Regions from separate parts of the Ovis aries genome. Here region 1 is linked to region 2. A link is a contact called in public Hi-C data. All regions are on one chromosome and are shown on one strand. The core of a region is the stretch at or near the end of the contact, and the rest is flanking DNA. Distances in the headings are between cores, read along the strand shown.

Evidence for each region. Hi-C and Micro-C count contacts between places; a contact is called where the count stands out from the background.
Region 1: a contact with region 2 is called in a Hi-C map of liver, with 4 times the contacts expected there. The contact joins the promoter of RFX6 here to the enhancer-like site in region 2. A contact is called at or near these places in 2 of 16 Hi-C or Micro-C datasets (liver and mixed tissues).

The regions. Positions count from the first base shown.
Region 1 is chr8:21,009,220-21,013,801 of ARS-UI_Ramb_v3.0, reverse strand. RFX6 (regulatory factor X6) reads left to right here and starts at 2,319. Exons shown (of 19, transcript XM_004011174.6): 1 at 2,319-2,595; 2 at 2,852-3,008. The coding sequence starts at 2,376.
Region 2 is chr8:20,912,992-20,917,486 of ARS-UI_Ramb_v3.0, reverse strand. No RefSeq gene overlaps it. Among named protein-coding and RNA genes, the nearest start is that of RFX6, 96 kb to the left of the region's middle. Within about 2 kb of position 2,551, at least 3 of the 54 cell types and tissues checked have an H3K27ac peak or open chromatin away from gene starts, as enhancers often do. A contact at or near this core is called in liver, where this site is marked.

The DNA of each region.
Region 1 (4,582 bases), core at 1,070-3,569, 97 kb before region 2:
TACTGCATACAGAATTTGTATGTGCGTATGTGAGTGTATGCATGTGCTTTTATCTTCTGGGAAGAGAATCTATGGCTTATGCAAATTTCTTAAAGGAATACAAAAACCAAAATGCTTAGAAGCAGTATTTTAAAAGATCATTTTCTATATTTACCTATTTTCCTGCCTAGGATTTTTTTTTTTAACTTGCTTATCAGTCTTATGTCTCTAAATCATTTTTCTTAGGAGCTCAAATTATGATAATCACAAATGGCAGTTTAGGATGATAAAAGCTTTTTTCCCCCCCTTTTCAGAACACCACTCTTACTGCATCTGACAGGGATTGGTATGAACTCTTTTTTAAACATCTGGTATAATTCAGCATTCAAGTCCTCTTGTCCTAGGCTTTTATTGTTGGAAATGTTTTTATTACTGATTCAAGCTCTTCACTTATGATAAGTCTTTCAGATTTTTATTTCTGACCAGTAGTACAAAGAACTTACATATTATTTTGTTAGGGGAAAGAGTTTACTTAAAAATAAAGCAAGAAATTCACTTGGGGCCTTAAACAGTTTGTGTTTTCGCTGATCAATTCAACTGGATAATTGCCAGATATTCACTTAGTGTCCGTATGACATACACACACACATACAACCTGTCCATCAAGTGATATTTTTAAAAAGCTATTTTTAAATCCTAGTAATTTTTTTGAATGTTTTTCTTCTGATTATGTGATACAAGTGGACAGAGTCTTTCTGTGTACAGTTAACCACGAGGACTTCCTTTATAGAGTGAGTCTGAGGGTGTTTCTGTAAAGAAGGGACATTCTAAACTTTATCATTGTAGGACTGAGCCCCATGGACTGAGAAAACTCTGAGGCTTTACAGAGACAGGGTACTGGGTGGAGGAGACTGATACTCAAGGTTGTAGGGAGTGATGGTGGTATAGACTTAGAGCTTTGGTTGCCTGGATAGCTGGACTGCCCCAACCTAGATCCAGGCTCTGGAGGTACCAGGAGAAAATCTCTGACAGAGAAGTGGTGACTTTTCCATAAGTTACGCTGAAAAATGGGTAAGGGTCAAATGTACTCATAATGTTAGCCACTTTGGCAAAGTAATGCTCTTAGATTGTTTTACTCCCACCTATAATCCACCCTTCAGCCATCCACCACCTTGGGTCCCATTTTGCTTTTTCCATGTTATATTTGGATATAATATAGTTTAATATTGTTAAATTTCAGGAGTGATCTATCTTACTAAGCTCCAAATGAGGATGGCAGGCTGCAGATTGTGGTGAAGAAGTGTGAATGAAAGCAAGATATTTGCTCTCTCTGGAGAGCACCAAACATATAGATAGTGAGCACAGGGCAATATCTGTCAAAAGAACAGAAGGTGGAAGGAAGGAAAGATTCGGTGTCAATGGGGCAACACAGAGCCCAAGTCTACTGATTTCTCCTTAAAGAAAGAACAAGATATTTTCCCCCATACACGACTATCTCGGCATTTTAGATTGGAAATGAAATGTGGCAACTTCATTTTTTCATTTCCGCAATGGTCCATTGCACTACTACCAGGTATGAGGGGTGAGGAATCGCCAGGGATGCGTTTAAATTACAAAATACGTAGAGAGTGGATGCATCTTTTCCTCTAAGCTCAGAGCCAGATCCCCAGAGGGCAGAGAGGCAGGCATTCTGCGCTGGGGAGCAAGGCAGTCTTCCCACTAGTGGGCCGAGATGGCGTCTGTCCGGGTCACTGAGAAGACCCCTTACCACTCCCCACCCCCCACCGCCCAGGATTACTCTGGGAATAAATCAGCCCAGACCATGTTCTGCAAAGACTGAGCGGTGCTCTGAGGTCCCCCTCCTCCGGCCTGGGCGTGCAGAATCAGGGCAGTCCCCTGAAGCATCCTTGATGTCACCCGAGAGTAGAGGTGGGGAGAGTTGCTTCTCCCCTCCCTCGGCCCCCCACCCCACCCCGAGATGACAGTGTCGCTTTCTTGGTTCCTTGGAGAGCTTTGGGTGTGGAAAAGTGTCCTCGGTCCCAGCTCAAGATGGGAGAAGAGGAAACAGAGGGAAGAGATGTGGGGAAAGGGACTTCATTGCTCAGGCTTGACTCGCGCAGGTGAGAAGTGAGTTCTGAGCGGAGCATCTGTCAGGATGGCAGGCAGGTGGAGACGGGCAGTCCCGCCTCGGCCCACCCGGTTCCCTGGGCTGTCAGAGCTGCCCCTGGGCCGGGCCTTCCTTCTCCGCGACGCCCGGGGGATCCCGAGCCGCGGCCTCCGCCTCCGCCCCAGCGGCCCGGGGTCCGCAGCCCCGCCCCGCCCCGCCCCGCCCCGGCCTCCCGGCTCCGCTGGGCGCCGGTCGAGCGGCTGGCGCCCAAGTCTCGGCGGCCAGGAGGATGGCCAAGGTCCCGGAGCTGGAAGACGCCTTCCTGCAGGCGCAGGCTTCTCCCCCGGTTTCCCCCGAAGTCCAGGAGTGTTGTGTGCAGCTCCTGGGCAAGGGTTTGCTCGTTTACCCCGAAGAAAGGGTGTACCTGACGGGCGAAGCGCAGCCGGGGCGCGAGCTGGGCAGCGGGGAGAAAGCGGACGACTCGGAGCTGCCCGGGGGAGTTAAAGCCGGTGAGTGCTCTGCCCTCCCGGGACGTGACTGGGACTCGGATGTAGTTTTAAAAGGGCCTCCAATGATAAACACATCGCAAACGTACATGTGTTTCCCCTAGGAAAATGCTGGTCGAATAGAAATTAAGTCTAAGGGATTTTGTATAACTCTCCTCCGAACCCCCCATAGACCACCCCGTTTGACGCCAAGATACATTTAGAGCTAATTAATTGATTTTATATTCTGGTTTTCTTTATCTTTTCAACTGGCAATTAGAAATGCATTTAAGCAATGGTAACTTTTCCTCCGAAGAAGAGGATGCGGATAATCCAGACAGCAAAACTAAAGCAACCGATCCACACCTCTCACAGAAGAAAACCATCACGCAGATTATGAAGGATAAAAAGAAGCAGACCCAGCTCACCCTGCAGTGGTAAGGCTCGCTCAAGGGTACCCTTGAATTTTGAAAGTCAGTATATTCAGATTCTTTGCTTTTTTCCATTTGGTTCTCTCAAACGTTCTTGCAGGAGTTTAAAAGACCAATTAGAAATTCATCCAAAAATTGTTTTCACTGAATGTTTTGTATAGAGACATATTCTGGTAAAGGTGAAAAATGATCTGCAATGCAAATAAAAACCATCACTTTGTTCATTATTGGCTAACTTCTTTGTAATTTTGTAATTTCTTTGTTGTAGTTTCATTATTGTAATTCCTTTGAATGTAAGCAATAATGAATTTTAATGACTTGTTCAACATGCAATCAACTCATAAGCTTTTATGTTTATAAAACATGATTCTTAAAAAATAAGTTAAAAAGAGGAAGGATCTTAACCCTACCTTTTACCATAGAGTGCAAATTCAAAATTGTGTATCAGTTGTGTATCAATTCAGCCATAAGATGAAATATGTTTGAACTAGAAGACATAGATCAATCAGTTAAAATGGTGCTATTAACTTAAATAAATATTCAACTATTTTAAAAGTAGCTTTTATATATGATTTATTACAGTGAAATATCACTAATTAGATTTTATGGAAAATCTTCTAAAACCAAGAGTTTATCAGTAGGCTCTCTAAGTAAAAGTCCTACAGAAACTTTTATAATATTGTTTCAAAAGGAAGAGGAATCTAAAGTAAAAACATAATATTAAACTTCCCTATGTAGGGTAAAGAAATTTCCTCCCAAATTCCAAATAGGATGCAAATAAGTAAAAATGTCTATTTGCTAATAAGTTACACAATCTGTTTATATGTAAAATGTGATCTAAATCTTAAAAAAATACAATAGAAAAAGCAGTATCTTAATAAAAACTAGTACATTTTATTTCATTTAAACATTGAATTACAATTTGCATATACTGTTTGTGATTGTGTCCTTAATTCTTCCAAACATTTGAAATATAAGTTTAATATCCTTCTAAAATTATGGCTAATCTATTGAAATTGATATTTCATTTATTAGTTGAGAATATACTAGGGCAGTAAATAATTGAGCTAATTATCTTAAATATTTAGGAAACAGCTATTTTCTTTAGGATAATTGGAGCAAAAAGGTTTTGACTTCAGATATATTATGAAGGCTTTTTGAATGATCACTTCCATTCAATTTGAATGAATGGAAACAAATGGGTTTTTATTTTATAAATATAAATACATTACAATTAAAGAAAAAAGTCATATCCAAAATTAAGATTGTATTTATGTCTAGGATTAGTCAGTATTTTGAAGACAAAAACAATGCCAACAATATCAATACAGCCAGATGAAAAAGTGGACATTATATGTGTCATTTAAATATAGTTAAAACAGTTGAATATTTCTCAGTAATTTTCATATGTTTTGAGACTATAAAATGTCATCATTTTTGTTTGAACTTTCCACACTCTCACCCCCTCCCAGAGATATATAGTTTTAAAAAAACCTACATGAGTTATTTACCTTTTGATAATTTTCCCTTACGACTACAGATTAGAGTGGGGATGTTAAAAATTAGAATTAAAAATTAAA
Region 2 (4,495 bases), core at 1,302-3,801:
GGCATTGTCATGGTAGAGAACTGGGCCCTTTCTGTTGACCAACGCTGGCTGCAGGCGTTGCAGCTTTGGGTGCATCTCATCGATTTGCTGAGCACACTTCTCAGATATAATGCTTTCGCTGGGATTCAGACAGCTGTAGTGGATCCGATAGGCAGCAGACTACCAAACAGTGACCACGACCTCTTTTTGGTGCAAGTCTGGCTTTGGGAAGTGCTTTGGAGCTTCTCGGTCCAAGCACTGAGCTTGTCATCGCCATCTGTCACGTAAAATCCACTTTTTGTCATGCATCACAATCGGATTGAGAAATGGTTTGCTGTCGTTGCATAGAATAAGACCACACTTCAAAATGACGATTATTTTTTGACTTGTGGTCAGCTCATGAGGCACCCGCTTTCCAATTTGTTTCAAATGCCAAAAAACTGTAGGATGGTCGATGCTGGGTTCTTTGGAAACTTCTCCTGTAGTTGTAAGAGGATCAGCTTCAATAATTGCTCTCCATTAGTCGTTGTCCACTTCCGATGGTCAGCCACTGAGCTCCTCATCTCCAAGGTTCTCATCTCCTTTACGAAACTTCTTGAACCACCACTGCACTGTATGTTAGCAGTTCCCGGGCCAAATGCATGGTTGATGTGGCAACTTGTCTCTGCTGCCTTATGACCCATTTTGAACTCAAATAAGAAAATTGCTCAAATTTGCTCTTTGTCCAACAACATTTCCATAGTCTAAAATAAATATAAAATACATAGCAAGTAATGTCATTACCAAAAAATAAATCAAGCAATGTGCATCAAAATGATGTATAACATAACCACACTTATTTAAGTATGTATCCCAATATCAAAGACAAATTTCAACAATGCAAAAATGGCAATTACTTTTGCACCAAAAAATCAGGTTAAATATTTTAGTAAAACATTAGAGAAAGAAATTTGCTTCCTCTAAAATAAAGATTAGACAGCTGACAAGAAGACACAATGATCTCTCTCAATGGAATCAAGTACATAGAAACCGCCCAAAGAATGAATGACTGCTCTTAACCAGCTGTGCTGCACAAGGTCACGTGTAGATGCTGCAGATCCAGGAAGTGTTTAAAAATAAATCAGTGGAAAATCAAGCAATAGGTGATATTGGAGAAGCAGTCAGGAGTCAGGAAATCTTGTAGAGTCAGCAGTGAAATGAGGGATCTCAGTTTTTGCAGCGTGGAGTGGTGAAGAGGGTCCAGGCTTTGAAACTGACAGACTTGGATGCGGGCACTCACCATCTATCTGACTTTGGATAGGTTACTTGCTCTCTTTGAGCTTCAGGTTTTTTATGTACAAAATAAGAGCAATGCCATTTGCATTAGGGTTAGCGTGTATAGAGCTGCTGCTGCTGCTGCTGCTGCTGCTAAGTCACTTCAGTCATGTCTGACTCTGTGCGACCCCATAGACGGCAGCCCACCAGGCTGCCCCGTCCCTGGGATTCTCCAGGCAAGAACACTGGAGTGGGTTGCCATTTCCTTCTCCAGTATATAGAGCTACTGGCCTACAACAGGTTCTCAACAAGTGGTATTTTAAGTTACCATCATCATTATTAAAATCATCCCAGATCTGGGACCTCTGAATACACAGAGGAAAACAAAAAATAACACTTGGATGACTTCACTTTTGCATTTCTAACAAGCTCCTAGGTGATGCCAAAAAGGGCTTCTCCATGGACTATACTTTAAGAAACCAAGTTAGACCCTTTCAGAATCTCTGGCCCTCCTCCAGAACTAAAGTTCCACAAGTTCTCCAAGTGTTTCCCATGTGCAATGAAGTCTGAGACACACTAATTGATAGTATAGATTTTCTGATGCAAGATCAGAGGATGAGGTGGGGAGTTCTTTCTATAAAAGAAAGTATGAGGATGAATTTACATTGCTCTCAAAAACAACAGCTGAAACTCCGATACTTTGGCCACCTGATGCGAAGAGCTGACTCACTTGAAAAGACTCTGATGCTGGGAAAGATTGAAGGTGGGAGGAGAAGGGGACGACAGAGGATGAGATGGTTGGATGGCATCACCGACTGAATGGGCATGAGTTTGAGTAAACTCCGAGAGTTGGTGATGGACAGGGAGGCCCGGCGTGCTGCAGTTCATGAGGTCGCAAAGAGTCGGACGCAACTGAGCGACTCAACTGAATTGAAAAAACAGCAACACTTTTAGTGGGACTTATTATGTCTAGAATTTTCTTCTGAGTTCTGTAGGAAGAAAGGCCCACTGAGGAGGTGGCTGATGACCAGGAGGGGCAGAGCCACCTTCACTCTCACCATGGAGGCTATGCCAGTGCCAGTCTCCTTTGCTTTTTATAGAATGATGGTTTGGTAGAGCTGGGGTGCGGTGTTCTTAGAGTGTTACCAGCGAGGCCAGAGTAGATCAGCTGTTACCAGGGTCCTATAAGCCTTTCTGTCTGTGGTTTGGTTCATCTCCAAAGGCAGCAAGTAGAAAAGGCACTAGTGCTTCAGCCTGTCCACGGAGCTAACTGCCCCTCCCTTTGCACAAAAGGCACTGACTCTAACCTCGCCTTTGCAATATTCCCGATCTTTATCAGGGGGGCATGTTGAGGGATCGCTGGTTGGAAACATTTTCTTGTCCAGGCTCTTTGCTTAACCTAAAGTGGGCAGCCCAGAAATGCAGAGTGGCTCCTACCTCACCACTGACCAGGCTCTGAGAAAGTGGAAATCCAGAAGGAAAAGGGATATGGGAAAACTAAATAAAGGGAGAGAATTTAAAGGATATTTCTAACTCTGAAGAGGATTAGTATCATGTGAAAGGAGGATCTTGGCTTCGTGTCCCCTGGCTCTAAATTACCTCAAGTATCTTCCTAGGACTGTGGGGTTGGAACAAAATAGGATCTGCGTCTGGATACTCGGTTATCAGCCTGGAGCTCCAGGGGCTGTAAAATGAAGGCAGAGGAGGAAACGGGATCTTAAAGGAACAGTGTGTCTAAACACAGACTGTCTGATTGGAGCGGCCTCACCCTCTCTGGGGTCTGCAAATCCGCGGACATTGCTCCCTCTGCTGGACCTTGCGATTGTTGTTTTGTCCAAAGGCATGTCTGCCTCTTTGTGACCTTAAGAACTGCAGCCCGCCAGGCTCCTCTGTCCATGGGACTTTTCAGGCAAGAATACTGGAGTGGGTTGCCATTCCCTTCTCCAGGCGGATCTTCCAGACCCAAGGATCAAACCCTCATCTACTGCATTAGAAGGCGGATTCTTTACCACTAAGCCACCAGCAAAGGTCTTGCTGGATCTGCTAGAGGAGATTGCCTGCATTTATTAATTCCAAAATCCCTCATTCATTCAATCTGCCTCCCAAGCAACTGCTCTGAAGTGCAAAACAATATTTTGAAGGTATGGGGAGAATAAAACCAGTTTATATTTTCCAGATAGTCGGTTACTGGATGAAAAAAACAACAACAACATAATTTATTTTCCACAGGAAAGAAAAATATAAACAAAGGGCCCCTGGTGGAGACATATTCTAAATAGCATTGATATAAAAATATTCTTAGAAAAGATATATAAACATTCTCCATGTGCGAGAGAAGCAACAGGAATGCCAGTTCCTCTCCTCCTTTTCTGTCCCACCAACCCCACGGCAAGGATAGCACGCAGGCCTTTCCTCTTTATGCTGAATGGGCTTCAATGGCAGGTGCTGCGTTATTGAAAATGACTCAGAAAAAACAGTAAGAATGAACAGCTTACCATGGATACAACATAATCCACTAAAAACGTTTCCCTCTTTCTACCTTTTCTTTCTTATTTTCCATTTCTAAATAGAAAGGAAGATTTCCCTTTCATGAGATAATTTTAATATGGATAACTTCAAACCTACACAAGAGTGAAAAAAATAGTACTCACCTTCATATACTCCCCACACAGCTCCCACAGTTATCAACACAAGCCAATCTTGTGTCTGTGCCCTCACCAGCTTCCCCTTGTACTACTAGTATCAAGTAACTTTCACACATATTGATTCATTCACTAATCTTTCGGTATTTATTCTAAAAGATAAGAACTATTCCTGACCATAAATATTTTATCATCATTCCACCTAGAAAATTAATAAATTAATACTGGATACCCAGTAAATGTTTAAATTTGAATTGCCCATACATGCCATTAACTTTTTAATAATTTGTTTGAATTAAGTTCCAAATAAGGTCCACACATTGCGTTTCGTTGATACACCTTTTAAGGTAAATTTTAATCAATATATTGCTCCTTCTTCTTTTCCTTGCAGTTTATTTTTAATGAAACCAAGTTTTTTGTCCTATAGAATTTCCTTCATTCTGAATTTTGCTGATTGCATCTCTGTGATATAGCTCCATAAGTTTGGGCTTCCATATATTGGTACTTGGACCTAGAGCCTTGTCAGGTTCATTTTTTTTTTTTTTGAGCAAGACTGCTTCATAGGCAATGGCACCCCACTCCAGTACTCTTGCCTGGAGAATCCCATGGATGGAGGAGCA